Linked DNA regions of Sus scrofa: regions 2, 3 and 4 are each linked to region 1. The links are chromatin contacts, called in public Hi-C maps. All regions are on one chromosome and are shown on one strand. The core of a region is the stretch at or near the end of the contact, and the rest is flanking DNA. Distances in the headings are between cores, read along the strand shown. Region 1 has its middle 4.3 kb from the start of TMEM212. Region 2 overlaps FNDC3B (fibronectin type III domain-containing protein 3B). Region 3 overlaps FNDC3B (fibronectin type III domain-containing protein 3B). Region 4 overlaps FNDC3B (fibronectin type III domain-containing protein 3B).

Region 1 (3,206 bases), core at 473-2,972:
ACATTTAGATTCCAACACTCGCCCATCCACCCCCTGGAAAAAAAAAAGAAAAGAAAAGAGAAGAAAAGAAAAGAAAATGTACCCTGGATCCCCAAAGAGGTGTGATAATGTCAGCAATGCTGTGGGGGAAAGCCGATTTGGACTTTCTCCACCTCTCTAGACACACATCTTCACACGTGAGCCCTAGAAACAGCAGCTGTGTGTGTTCAAGTCTTGGGGGTTATTTTCATTTTTTTTTTTTAAGTAGGTTTCAAAGCTACAGAAGGGGTCCATATTTGCCAAGATGAAAGAAGCTGGCGCTCTAAACGAGAGATGGAAAGAAAATGCTTTATTTCCCTGGCAGCTTCAAGTGACTAGCTTCATTTGTTTACACGTTAGAGAGGTGGTTCCTGTAGCGGAAAGAACATGGCCTTTGGCATTAGAAAGACCTGGGTTTGATATTGAGGATTCCATCTGCTATATACAAAAGGAGTGAAAAAAATTGGAAAATTAATAATCTGCTCACCCTAGCGCAGAAACAGATTCAAGCACAACGGATACCTTTACCATGGAAAATACGGCAGTCACCATCTTAACTGAGCACTGGAGCTTTGTATCACCAACCTCAAGACAAACTGACCTCGTTGACCCCTGATAGGATGCAGTGGAAGGACACACCATCACCTGTGTAGTGTTTTCGGTAAAAATGTTTAACCTGAATCTAATCACAAAGAAACTACGCAACTCAGATTACTGGGACATTTTACAAAGTGCTAGCCGGGACTCCTCAAAACTGCCCATATCATGAAAGATAATAAAAAGGTGACTGGGACAATTGGGAAATTTAAATGTGGAGTTTTTATTAGATCACACCAGTAAGTCAATGTTAAGTATCTTGGGAGTAGGGATGGCATTGTGGTTGCATACGGGAATGTCCTGTCAGTGAAACAAGGTAAGTTCATGTTCTTTCTGCTTGCTTTCAGCTTTTCTGTAGGTTTGAGCATTTCAAATTAAAAGATGGGAGGAAGTAAAGGGGGGGAGATCTATAGCTTTAGTAATGTGCAAAAAAATGAGCATGCTGCTCAATAATCTTTGAGAATATTGCTCAATGTAGATGACAGTACAAAGACTGTAAGGCAAAAACAACTTTGATCCCTTCTGTACCAAGGTGAACCTGTCTTCCTAGCATAGGAACGATGGTGAGGTTGCAGAGCTCACTCATACAGACACACAGGTGGATGTGTTTCATACACTTTTTTGTCTTACCAAATACTGCAGGTTCCTAACCGGCTTAAAAATGCTTCCAATGTTCATTCATAATACATACTTCCCTCTGCTTTTCACTGGCTGTTCAATTTCAACTTTGAGTGAACCCTCTCTTCTCATGATGGCTTGGGGTTTAAGGAGAGCAAAGTTCAGTGTTTATCATCCCTCACTGGGAATTGTCAAATTGAAAGGCTTTCAGTCGGCAAGATGTTTGGACCAAAATAGGGATTTGTACATCAACTTGTACTGACCTAATTCAGATTTTTATCTGCCTTTTGTATATCAGACCCTCAAATGTGTTTTGAAATCATCTGGAGTTTATCAGAGTTTTCCCCTGTTTTTGCAAAGCAAAACAACTTAAGTGTGTCACCCGGCAAACTTGTGCAGATTTGCTGTTGGTTGGCTCTCCCAAGCTCTGCAGCTGGAAGGAAACACTCTTATTGGCAGACGTGCTGTGCCAGGCAGCCTCCTACAGGCTACTGTGGAGATGTCTGTCTTTTGGAAAGGCCGTTCCTATCCTGTTTTATCATGGAGATAGAGGAGCCTCAGATAGAACTGATTGTGACAGCCGTGGTGATTGATTGGTGCTTTGGCCACCAAGGAGAGGGGATGAAACTAAGAAAACAGGAAGAGAGAAAACAGTGGGGGTGTCTGGGGAAAAGAGGTGGGGAAAAGATGGAGAGGAGGGAAGGACAACAAGAGGAGTCAGGACATAGAGGAAAACATTCCTGAGGCCAAAAACAGCTTCTTGCGTCACTCACAGATCCAAAGCCTGGGTCTGGACAGAGTTGATTCCGGGACAGAGGAGCGATGGGAGCCATGGGCCGTCTGTGTCCATTTTACGAGAGAGTTGTAGGGAGGACAAAAGGGACAAATTAGGGGGAAAGGGGGGGGGAGCAGAATGAGAAAGAAGCTGCTTGAGTGTTCTGAAATGTTCTCAGATGATGCTTGTTTTTTAAGTTGTTTTAGGGACAAACCTCTAAGTCCTTTTATATGGGAAATGTATATTCACTCAGTTCCTTGTCTTGGCATTTTTGAAAAAGAAAAGAACCAAATTGTTCAATGAGAAACTAAACACCATTTTTGGGTCTAGTTATACCCAGGTAAAAGGCAAAAGTTAGGGAAGAACAGTGAGATGTGTTCACTAAAGCCCTCTACGGTTGTCATTGTTATTCCCATTTTACAGATGGCAAATCTGAGGCTCTAAGATAATAAATAACGAAAGTGACCCAACTAATTAGTGTTGAATCCTTGCTTTGAACTCAGGAATACCTGACTCTGAAGTTTATAATTTTTGTCTGTCTCTAGTAGATCATTATACAGGTGTACTCCATCTTTTTAAACGCCTATGTACATCTGAAAATTGAGCCATGAAGTATCAAGGCACATAGGGCTGCACTCAATTCAAAGATGATGCTGCATACGCACAAAGGAGACCTGATTAGAACTGCTGATTCCACTCCCAGTTACAAAAAAATAAATTAACCAAGAAGTGAACAAAGAGATTCCTTGCTATTTCTTTTCTAAAAATTAGAACAAGGAGGGAACTAAAACCAAAGTTTCTTTTCTGCGTATTGATGTAAAAATCCCAGAATTTCTATCCAGAGCATTGCCAGGGCTGGTTTTCCATTCTGCAGTGCTTCATGTGTGGGCTCTTGCCCTTAATGTGGAGATGGACGGGGATGGTTACCGTATGGAATGTTCCTGAACATCTGTTTGAGGGAGTGTGGGCTAAAACAAATGAACATGATGAGGAGCAGCCTGGTGCAGCAGAAAGAGACCAGGGCTGTATGACCTTGAGTAAATTAAAGCCTCTTATAATCTTTGTGTCCTCAGGAACATGTGGAGGTTAGACCAGATAATTTCTAAGACTCCTCCATATCTAAGATTCCATGGCTTAAAATAAATCCCAAGGGAGCAAACGTACCTAAGTGGCCAAATTGCCTGTCCCTAAGAAGCCT
Region 2 (2,863 bases), core at 96-2,595, 350 kb before region 1:
GTTCATCTCTGGACAAAACAAAACAGCAAGTTCATTATATCCAGCCTGAAGCTGGATCTCCCAAGATCTCAGGGCCCTACTCCTCACATTAAACTTCATCACCCTATCCAAATGGAACATAACTTAGACCACAAATGAAAACACTCAGATACACTTATCTAAATGAACCCTAAGATTCACTTTCTTTGTTTTGATTTTTAATGGCAGATTTTAATGGCAGATAATCCATGGATTTGCTTATTTGTAGTTAAACCAGACCTTATACATTCCAAAACTCCGAGGAATGATACAAATACAATTCAGTAATACTGAGGTTGGGCTTCGGATATTTTACAAAGAAAACTTCCTGCAAACATTAACACCAAAATTAAAATAAAGGCATCAAAAAGGGCATTCTTCAAAGCTTTTTAAAGTAAAATTTTCCTAGCATGTTTTCTCTATGCCCATAAAGGGCATCAGAGAGCCCTCACTTTCTCATACAGGGTAATGAGGACCATTCTGCCCAACTACTGGTATTCTAGCTAATAACAAATTCAAGAGGAAGGTGCCAAAAAAAAAAGAAAAAAACCCAAAAAACAAAAACAGTTGGAATGGGTGAGCATAATTTCAGTGAAACCCTCCAAGAGAGTCTTGTTGAGGGTAAAATTTTGTTAGAGCTGAGTATTTTAAATTTTGTTTTAAATGTCTTGAGATAAAACAAAAACTGATGTTTTTAAGAAATGTCCATTAATTCTGTGCAGAAAAAAAAAAGAAAGATTATTCATTAAAAGGCTATATAACAGAGACAGCAACTAAGCAACGTGCCAGCAGGAATGGGGCAGAACTTATTCACTGAGGCCCTGCGTATTTTAAAGGGGTCGCTTTCATTCTCTCACCCACTTTCTCTGCTCTCAGAAAGGGTTATGAAAGGGAAGAGGGATGAATAAAACCTTGTCCACTCTTCTGCCCCAGACCTCAACTCCCACCCCAGCCTGCCTTCTCCTGGGAAGTTCAGAACAGCAAGCAAAAGACAGGACAGCAAATAGATATTTTCATAACAATTCTGTGAAGAACACAGGGGCAAATGGGCACTTCCTATTTTATTTGTGTTCTGCTTTACAAGTCCAAGGTCATGCTCTAGAGAGGCAAGTTTGAAAATAGTACTGAAATTATTAACCTGACAACAATACGTGACTGCATTCCTCTCAAGATCTGGTTTACATTATTCATCTGTTAGAAATGAAAGAACATTAAAACACTGCCCACCTGAAAGCTGAATTACAAATAATAATAATGCATAGCTTTACCAACATATCATTACACAGTATACTGAGAGAGTTCAATTATCCATTGCTCTGATGAGGTTTACAAAGCAAACCACAGAGGATCCCTTGCAACTGCCCTCAAGACTGGCTCTCGCCTCCGCCAACCCATGAGAGTGAGTGCCAGAAAGGAAGTCTTTGACAACATTCTAAAGGCATTTTATAGACAACATTCCAACATGGCTTACTACCTTGGTTCTTTCAACTGGTGCACCTCAAAAAAAGGAAAGAGCAAGGGAGAAATGTCTGGGATCCATGGATTAGAAATGCTAAAGAAAACCAATAGCTATTATGGAAGTAGAAAAAAAGATAAGCCAAATGTTGCATAGCACACAAATCATAGTTTATCTACCTGATGCCACTTTTCCTCCAATCAATAAGGCTATTCACTCACTAACAATCACACAATTTCAGGCTAGAAGCTGCCTCTCAACCAAAGACCAGCAATCTTCTGAAATTAACTTAATTTTACAAAAGTGTTTTGATTGCTAATAAAAATTCTCTCAATTGTCCAGTGGCTGGGACCTAATAATGGGGTTTGAGATAACTAGCTCAATTTATAGTTCTAGTCTCTACCCTACCTAAACCATGTAGAGGAGGCCAAGAGAATACATGAGAGTTCCTTTAGACCAGACATGTCGACACAGCTTGTTGCTCCTACTCTTTTGTTTGTATGTGAAAAACAAAGGGCAGGCTGAGATTGACAGTAAACAACAACTACACATAGTTAGACTCTCCCATTTGAAGTCTGATCAAACGCAGTCAGTAAACACCTCCAAGTACCTGCAGGAAGGTTAGGTCACCCTGGCCAGTTATTTTCTTAGCTATAAAAATGAGCTGACACAGTTATTGTTCAAGGGGAAGCTGACTGCTTTATGGCATGGATGCTTTCTGGTCCTGGCACATTGGTTCAACAGAAACAAATCATGTTACTGAGCAGGCTACAATTTCACTTTCAAATATCAAGCCTTACTTTACAAAGGGGAGGCTGAGACAAATGAAAATGGAAGGTTTAAGCCTGGGGAACAGACTGTCAGAAAGCTCTCCTAGCCAATTAACTGCTGTCTTTCCTGAGCTAAAACAAACAAACAAACAAAAACAGCAAGCTTCTCAAGAGACTGATAAATGATACATTTTAAGGGTACCTCATCCAGACAACTACAAACTAATCAGGGGTGGTCAAGACCAGGACATATTAGGGTAGGTAAGAAGGGGAAAATGCAAAATTATCAACATTTTCAATTAAAAAAATCAGAACAAGAATTTCACATATGGTCCCATCAATGGTTGAACAGCAATATAGCCACAGATATATGCAGTATACAAACATGAGCAATTCATAAATCTCTTCTTCGCAAAATGTTCACATTCTACTCCAGACACTCCCACTCAGATTAAACTGTAAGCATCAGAAGACGTGAATACCTGTCTTTTCCATCTCCTTATCTCCATTATTGCCTTTGAGAAACCATTCAAAGGCAGTTTTGACTTCTCTTCCCCTTGATTTCACCTATAAAATAATTCCTATGTGCACATATCCTAAGGTCCATCCAATAAGATAC
Region 3 (3,101 bases), core at 592-3,091, 460 kb before region 1:
ATATTTACAGCAATAATTTAAAAAAGTTAAATATTCCAACTATGGCTACTAAAAGTAAATATTCAGTGTTGACAGAACTTTCCAGGATTTTCTAAGGAAAAAAGCTTTTGATTTGGCCAAAAGCACATCTAGATTTTTATAGTTTCTCTTAATCACATCCATCTTCCAGGGACTAATTCTACCTCAAAATCTTTGGGTAACTGAAGCAGTTATATGTCTCAGGGGTTAGTCTCCAATAGTGATTTAATAATGTTTTAAATTCCCTTTATATTACTTGATTTCCAGGTAAAATCTTATTTTAGATTTCTACTTTCTTTTCCCTTTTTTTCTGGTTATGTAGTTAATATTACTATATGACTCACACATGTCATAATAGTTTCACAGACAACTGCAAATATTTATCAACATTCTGATGGCAGTCATTTCACTGAAGTAATTCACACAGCAAGTGAGCCACAATATCCTTCTACCAGATACCCACATATACCACATGATGAACTTCAATGTGAAAAATTCCTGAAGTTTATGACTCTTGATAAGATGACAACAACAGCAAAAACTAAAGTTTTCCTAATTCATAGTAACTTAAAAATTCTGTATGTCACAATTTAATTCAGAGGACATACCTAAATTTTGACATTTATTTTCAATATTAACTTTATAAATCAGTTTTTATATGAAATATTGCTACTTTTTGAGGGCAAGCCATTGGAGAATGAAAGACATATTCAGAAATTACCACATTCAAATCAGTAATACATTCCAAATTTAGGAGGAAAAAATATAATCAGAAAAATCATAAAGTTAATGAAAAGCTCTTAAAATGGTCAATTTTACCAGTTTGTGGAATTCTTAGGATGTTTCTCATATAGCTATTCCAAATGTATAGAACTCCCTTAAGTAATATGGTTTGCTGTTTATTGGTCTGTCACTATGGAAATTAGTAAGTTTTTAAAAAATCTGTCAAAAAAGCGTCAGTATGAGCACCAACAAAACATACCCCATTTGACACTAAAGCCATGAGATGTAACTGGTCCTTTAATGAGGGGTCTTGTAGGAGGTCCAGGCCTGTCAGGACTCGTTGTACATACCAAAACTTCACTTGGGCAGCTTTTCCCTTCCATATTAGAAGCAGTCAGCTACAACACAACCAAGGAAACAATATACTTTAGATACCAGGTATTAAACCAGTGGTATTAAACTTTCCACATGGAAGATCAGGGTATCCATAAACTCACACAGACAGACATTCTCTCTCAATCTCAAACCACTAATTTATAAGTGTTTCTTTAATGGGGTACTTATTTTCTATATAGTTTTGCTATTAACAACTAAAAACAAAATAAGGTAGGTATTAGCTAAAGACATTTTTTACCCTTTCAAGAGGACAAAACAAAACCAGTATGTCACCACCTGGTTCATAGTGTTTTGTGGAAGGGAAATATGGGGGAAAAGGCAGACAAAAATAACCTCGCTTATTTAAGCATAGGGCAACGCCACCTTGTGGACAAATGCTAGCAATGTATCTATGTTCTCATAGCCAGTATCAAATAACAAGGGTTTTCTAAAATATCCAAAAACTATCATTTTCCTCTAATAGTCACACATTCCACTCGATAATATAACAATTATTTATTGAGTGACTATTGCATATCAAATAACACCATTTGGCACAAAAGTTAAGAGAAGGAATGGTGGAATCAGAAGACAACCACATCTCTTCAAAATGCAGTGTTGCACTAGAAAATACAGTGCTGCGCTAGGATCACTAAACACTACAGCAGCACAGAAGGCAGCCTGCTGTTTCCTCTCTCTTAAAGATTGCAAAATTGTCTTGGGCAACAACACAAAGTCCCATGGTGACATTAATGGTGACTGTTGATGACAAAAGCAGAGCCCGAGGGGGGAGGAGGTGGGTAACAGCAAAGAAAAAGAGAAACAGGTGAGAAAAGAAAATGGGCATAAGAGCAAAGGAAAATGAAGAATAAAAGGGAAGTCTGATTAAAGTGAGAAATTCTGGAGAGAAAGGTATGAAGTGCAGGTGAGAGAGGTGTGCTGGGCACCTGGTTTGGGTCTTCATCCATGTTGTAGTGCACATTACAGCTGCACTTTGTTACAGCTTTTCTTTCTCAAAAGTGGATTTTAAAATTAAAGTATGGGAGTTCCCTGGTGGCACAGTGTGTTAAGGATCGGCATTGGTGTAGCTGTGGCGCAAGCTGCAACTGTGGTGCATGTTCGATCCCTGACCCAGACTTCCACATGTCTTGGGGTGAGGCCAATAAATAAATAAAACAGAATAAAAGTGTGATGTGTATTTTACACATATTATTATAAAAGTGTAAAGTGTAGCAAACTTGAGAAATTTTTAACTTGTAGAGTCGATTTAAAATGGCATGGGGTGAAACGTAAAACAGCTTCATTTTTAAGCAGTGCAGGTAACAAAATGACTGACTCACCCTGAATTTATACTGTGTGCTTCTTTTGAGATTTTTCACAGTACAGGTTAAGTCCTCTCCAGTGTATTTTGGGTGGAAAAGGTTATCCTGAAAAGGCAAAGCCAGAAAGAAACATCAGTACCATAAAGTCCAGGCCTTAAATACTTTGTATGTATAATTTTTATATTGCCTCCTTCTATCATCACCAGTGGGCCAGAAGTCTGATTCTTTAAAAGTGAAAATGTAACTCTATCACATTATAATTTATTCTGGATCTGGGCAACTTTATTGTGAGACTAACACTAATTTGAATGAGAACAATGCTCTCTCTTTGAGAGAATGTCAGTTTGCTTTGGAATAGGTACCACCATATGCTTTTCTCACAGAGTAAACTTTTTCTGGTTACTCAATAAGCATTTTAAACAAAGAATTTAACCACTAGATTGATGAAGCAGTATATACTTAAAAAATTATTTAACAATGTTGTCATGAAGGTCTTCCTGCACTGAGGTCCTCACTGTTGAGCTCCAACATGCTATGCAGGAGTTTCTGTCGTGGTTTGGTGAAAACAAATCTGACTAGTATTTGTGAGGAGGGTTCGATCCCTGGCCTGCTCAGTGGGTTAAGGATCTGGTGTTGCTGTGAGCTGTGGTGTAGGTCGCAGAT
Region 4 (3,045 bases), core at 79-2,578, 270 kb before region 1:
TGTATTTTGCTTCTTCTAATAATTCACCACCAGAAACACTGCTGGGATACTAAAATTTTTAAATCTGGAAATACATTAACTGGAGAAAACAGGACCATTCAGGGAAAAGCAATACAAGCTTCATCACTGGTGCTTCTCATTTCTTAAATTATAAGTTATTTTAAGGCAATTTATTTTTCCTGTACAGGATCTGTGTCAATAATCTTTCAGTCTTAAGTATTCAAATTCTCACCAATGTAAACACATTGTGCCATTCTAGGAACTCAAAAGGAAATCCCTTCAAATCTCTATGGAGTGATTAAGACATTTCGATTGCTTTCTTGAAACTGAGTTTTAAAGTCATTCCTAATATGAAAATAGTTTTAATTTAACTTTACTTTTATAAACACATAGAACATACATCAACTACAATAGAACAAAACAATACTCCAAAAGAGACAATCACCCATATCTTTTTAAAAGTCCTTAAACCAATTCTAACATTGCTATAACAGCAGAAACCATCTGCTTTGTTTAAACCTTGAGAGAGACACCAATAATGTATGCCTATAGAATTATTAGTCAAAAAAAAAACCAACAGTGAACACTACAAGTATGACTCAGATATTCTTTGACAATCCCAATTTCATATATTCTCTTCTGTTATACTCATAACATGTCCTAAATGCTAGTTTTGAAAATATAATTCACCAATATTATGGAAAGTCCCAGGCCAGGAAAAGGATTTCTGGATTGGAATATGTTCCAAGATCTGTCACATTATCTGCTTATCATATTGCAGGAAAAGTGTCTGTAACAGTTCCTCAGTGGTCACTGACACTAGGCCACAATTCAAAGAATGGCCCAGAGGCATTCAGCCTCCAAAAGCCCCTTATTTATGCCTTCCCTTCTCTTTTCACGGGAGGCCCACTCCCAACCCCTACCCCACTTCTTCAGGGAGAAAGACAGGTAAAGGGCTTGTACACATCCTATTAAAATACCTCTCTTCAAATATTTAGTTCCTGTAATTTTCCCTGCTGCTGTGTTGCTATGGCAACCAGATTATAATCTACCAAGTTACCTCAGAAACCAGGCAAATCTCCTGTGTCCCAATATCAATTTTTCTTAGTAAGAGCAAAAGCCATTATTTAAGCAAACTGTATTCATCCTGGCATTGAGATATTTTTAAAGAAAGCATTTTATTATGCAGAGACAGACGGACCACCTTGCTGTTTTCATTGTCAATAAAGGAGAGATAAAAATAAAGTTTTGACAGCCCAGTGATCTGTCCCTGACCAGAGATATGAATGAGATGGCGGCAGTAGGCCTTGCATCACGCAGCCTTGAGGAGCATGAGTCACACTCTGGCAGGCTCCTTGGCACGTAACCTTTCATATACAAGTCTATCAGTCCGTCTGTCTCTCTCTTTCTCTGAATAGCACTCTCTTTCAATCTTTCTCTCTCTCCACCCCCTCTTTCACCCTTCTCTTCTTCCTTCCCTCCTTCTTTCTCTTTTTAGCCACAAAGCAGACATAACAGTTACACGTTCTCTTAAATACAGAATATAAAACATAATATCACTGTCCAAACCTCATCATTTTTTGTATACTCAGTAAGCATTTCCTGCTTTTCCAAAGTCAGCATTAAAACAAGTCATGCTGTATTCTGTGTCTTGTCAGGAGGGCAAAAAAAAGAACAAAGATTTTAACCTCTGATATATTTTTCCCCCAGAGATGTTAAAACCAAACTATGTTAATCAAATCATAAGAGCATACTTCAGACTACTATTGCTTCATCAGCTCTGTTTCAAATCTGTTAGTGCTATACAAACCAAGCAGCCTGAAATAAGCAAAAGAAATTTATTAAGACTTAATGAAAAATAAGTGACCATTCTTCCAAAGTCCACAGAAATAATAAAACGAGGTAGAATTAACCTAATTAAGCAAAAGGCTAAACACTGTATCCTGGGAAAGCTTTACCCAACAAAACAACTGAAACAGGTATAACACATCTTTCCTTAGAGGTATAAATCTAAATATAACTCTTTTTAACTCATTAATGATTAACCACAAGATCAACAGTACCTAAGACTTCTCCTGGAGGCAAATTCCTAATTTTTACCTCAAACGAAATACTACCAGCCATCTGAGTAAACAATTACTGCCACATATATGTGTCCATCACAAAAGCTTCTGCTGGGAAAGCAGTACTGAGGAACCAAAGATGAAATGTTAACATCTGCATCATTCTGCAAAGTTAAATCCCATACCCAGGCAATCAAGACATAAACTGTGCTAGGAGAGGAGATCCCATTTCACTTCCAGAGCTTTTCCCACTTGCCATGTTCTGTGAAGCTGTCTTAGCTGTTTCATGTATGAATGAACATTCTCATTTAGAGCCAGCATTTATGATTATCCAACAGATATCTTTGGGGGGAAAAATTATACAACCTAAAAGCTGCAGAAGAGTTTCATGTAAGGGCAGGACATACAAGACAAGGGAGCCCCCACTGGTACTTACTTACACACTGTGTCAAGGCACAAGAACATCCAGATTTTAGAGATGGGGAAACTCAGGCTTAAAGAGGATAAGTAACTTGTACAAAGTCACAAAATACAAAATGACTGAGCCAGCACTGGAATCCAGCTCTGTCTGACCAAACTACATGCTTTTCTCTTCTACCACACATCTTCCCCCCTCCACAATAGATGTGGGTTTCACAGAGTCAGTTCTCTATGGAGACACTTCAGTAAATGACTATAAGGAGAGAATACATTCAACTGGGTCAAAGGCATATCCCCAAAGACTGAGGACAAGTTCTCTTCTAAAAAATCTATGCTGACTTCCTAAGACAGAGCCCCTTTCTCCCAGGATGGCATTTAGGTAATAGGAGAATCCATCCCTTAACTAACAACAAGACAGTTGTTTTTGTATTGGGCAGCATTTATTCTCATAAAGTCCTTGTCGAGTCCTTGAATTCCCCTAGAAACCAGTAAGCTAATCACTTGCTTATCATAATCACTAGATGCCACTTCTCGTGGCCCAATAATAGGCATAGGAAAAATA

The links. Hi-C and Micro-C count contacts between places; a contact is called where the count stands out from the background.
Region 2: a Hi-C map of liver shows a contact between it and region 1, with 5 times the contacts expected there. The contact joins two enhancer-like sites. A contact is called at or near these places in 2 of 47 Hi-C or Micro-C datasets (both in liver) and 1 of 2 datasets of contacts at active chromatin or transcription factors (alveolar macrophages).
Region 3: a Hi-C map of liver shows a contact between it and region 1, with 4 times the contacts expected there. The contact joins two enhancer-like sites. A contact is called at or near these places in 1 of 5 promoter capture datasets (liver), 10 of 47 Hi-C or Micro-C datasets (alveolar macrophages, fetal skeletal muscle, heart right ventricle and 6 more) and 2 of 2 datasets of contacts at active chromatin or transcription factors (alveolar macrophages and skeletal muscle).
Region 4: a Hi-C map of subcutaneous adipose tissue shows a contact between it and region 1, with 2.1 times the contacts expected there. The contact joins two enhancer-like sites. A contact is called at or near these places in 4 of 47 Hi-C or Micro-C datasets (liver, skeletal muscle and subcutaneous adipose tissue) and 2 of 2 datasets of contacts at active chromatin or transcription factors (alveolar macrophages and skeletal muscle).

Annotation. Positions count from the first base shown.
Region 1 is chr13:110,408,492-110,411,697 of Sscrofa11.1, reverse strand. No RefSeq gene overlaps it. Among named protein-coding and RNA genes, the nearest start is that of TMEM212, 4.3 kb to the left of the region's middle. Within about 2 kb of position 1,722, at least 24 of the 83 cell types and tissues checked have an H3K27ac peak or open chromatin away from gene starts, as enhancers often do. A contact at or near this core is called in liver, skeletal muscle and subcutaneous adipose tissue, where this site is marked.
Region 2 is chr13:110,756,678-110,759,540 of Sscrofa11.1, reverse strand. All of the region lies in intron 3 of FNDC3B (fibronectin type III domain-containing protein 3B), which reads right to left. Among named protein-coding and RNA genes, the nearest start is that of FNDC3B, 170 kb to the right of the region's middle. Within about 2 kb of position 1,345, at least 7 of the 83 cell types and tissues checked have an H3K27ac peak or open chromatin away from gene starts, as enhancers often do. A contact at or near this core is called in liver, where this site is marked.
Region 3 is chr13:110,871,616-110,874,716 of Sscrofa11.1, reverse strand. FNDC3B (fibronectin type III domain-containing protein 3B) reads right to left here. Exons shown (of 26, transcript XM_021069801.1): 14 at 2,457-2,543; 15 at 1,001-1,139. Among named protein-coding and RNA genes, the nearest start is that of GHSR, 120 kb to the left of the region's middle. Within about 2 kb of position 1,841, at least 2 of the 83 cell types and tissues checked have an H3K27ac peak or open chromatin away from gene starts, as enhancers often do. A contact at or near this core is called in liver, where this site is marked.
Region 4 is chr13:110,677,039-110,680,083 of Sscrofa11.1, reverse strand. All of the region lies in intron 2 of FNDC3B (fibronectin type III domain-containing protein 3B), which reads right to left. Among named protein-coding and RNA genes, the nearest start is that of FNDC3B, 91 kb to the right of the region's middle. Within about 2 kb of position 1,328, at least 30 of the 83 cell types and tissues checked have an H3K27ac peak or open chromatin away from gene starts, as enhancers often do. A contact at or near this core is called in skeletal muscle and subcutaneous adipose tissue, where this site is marked.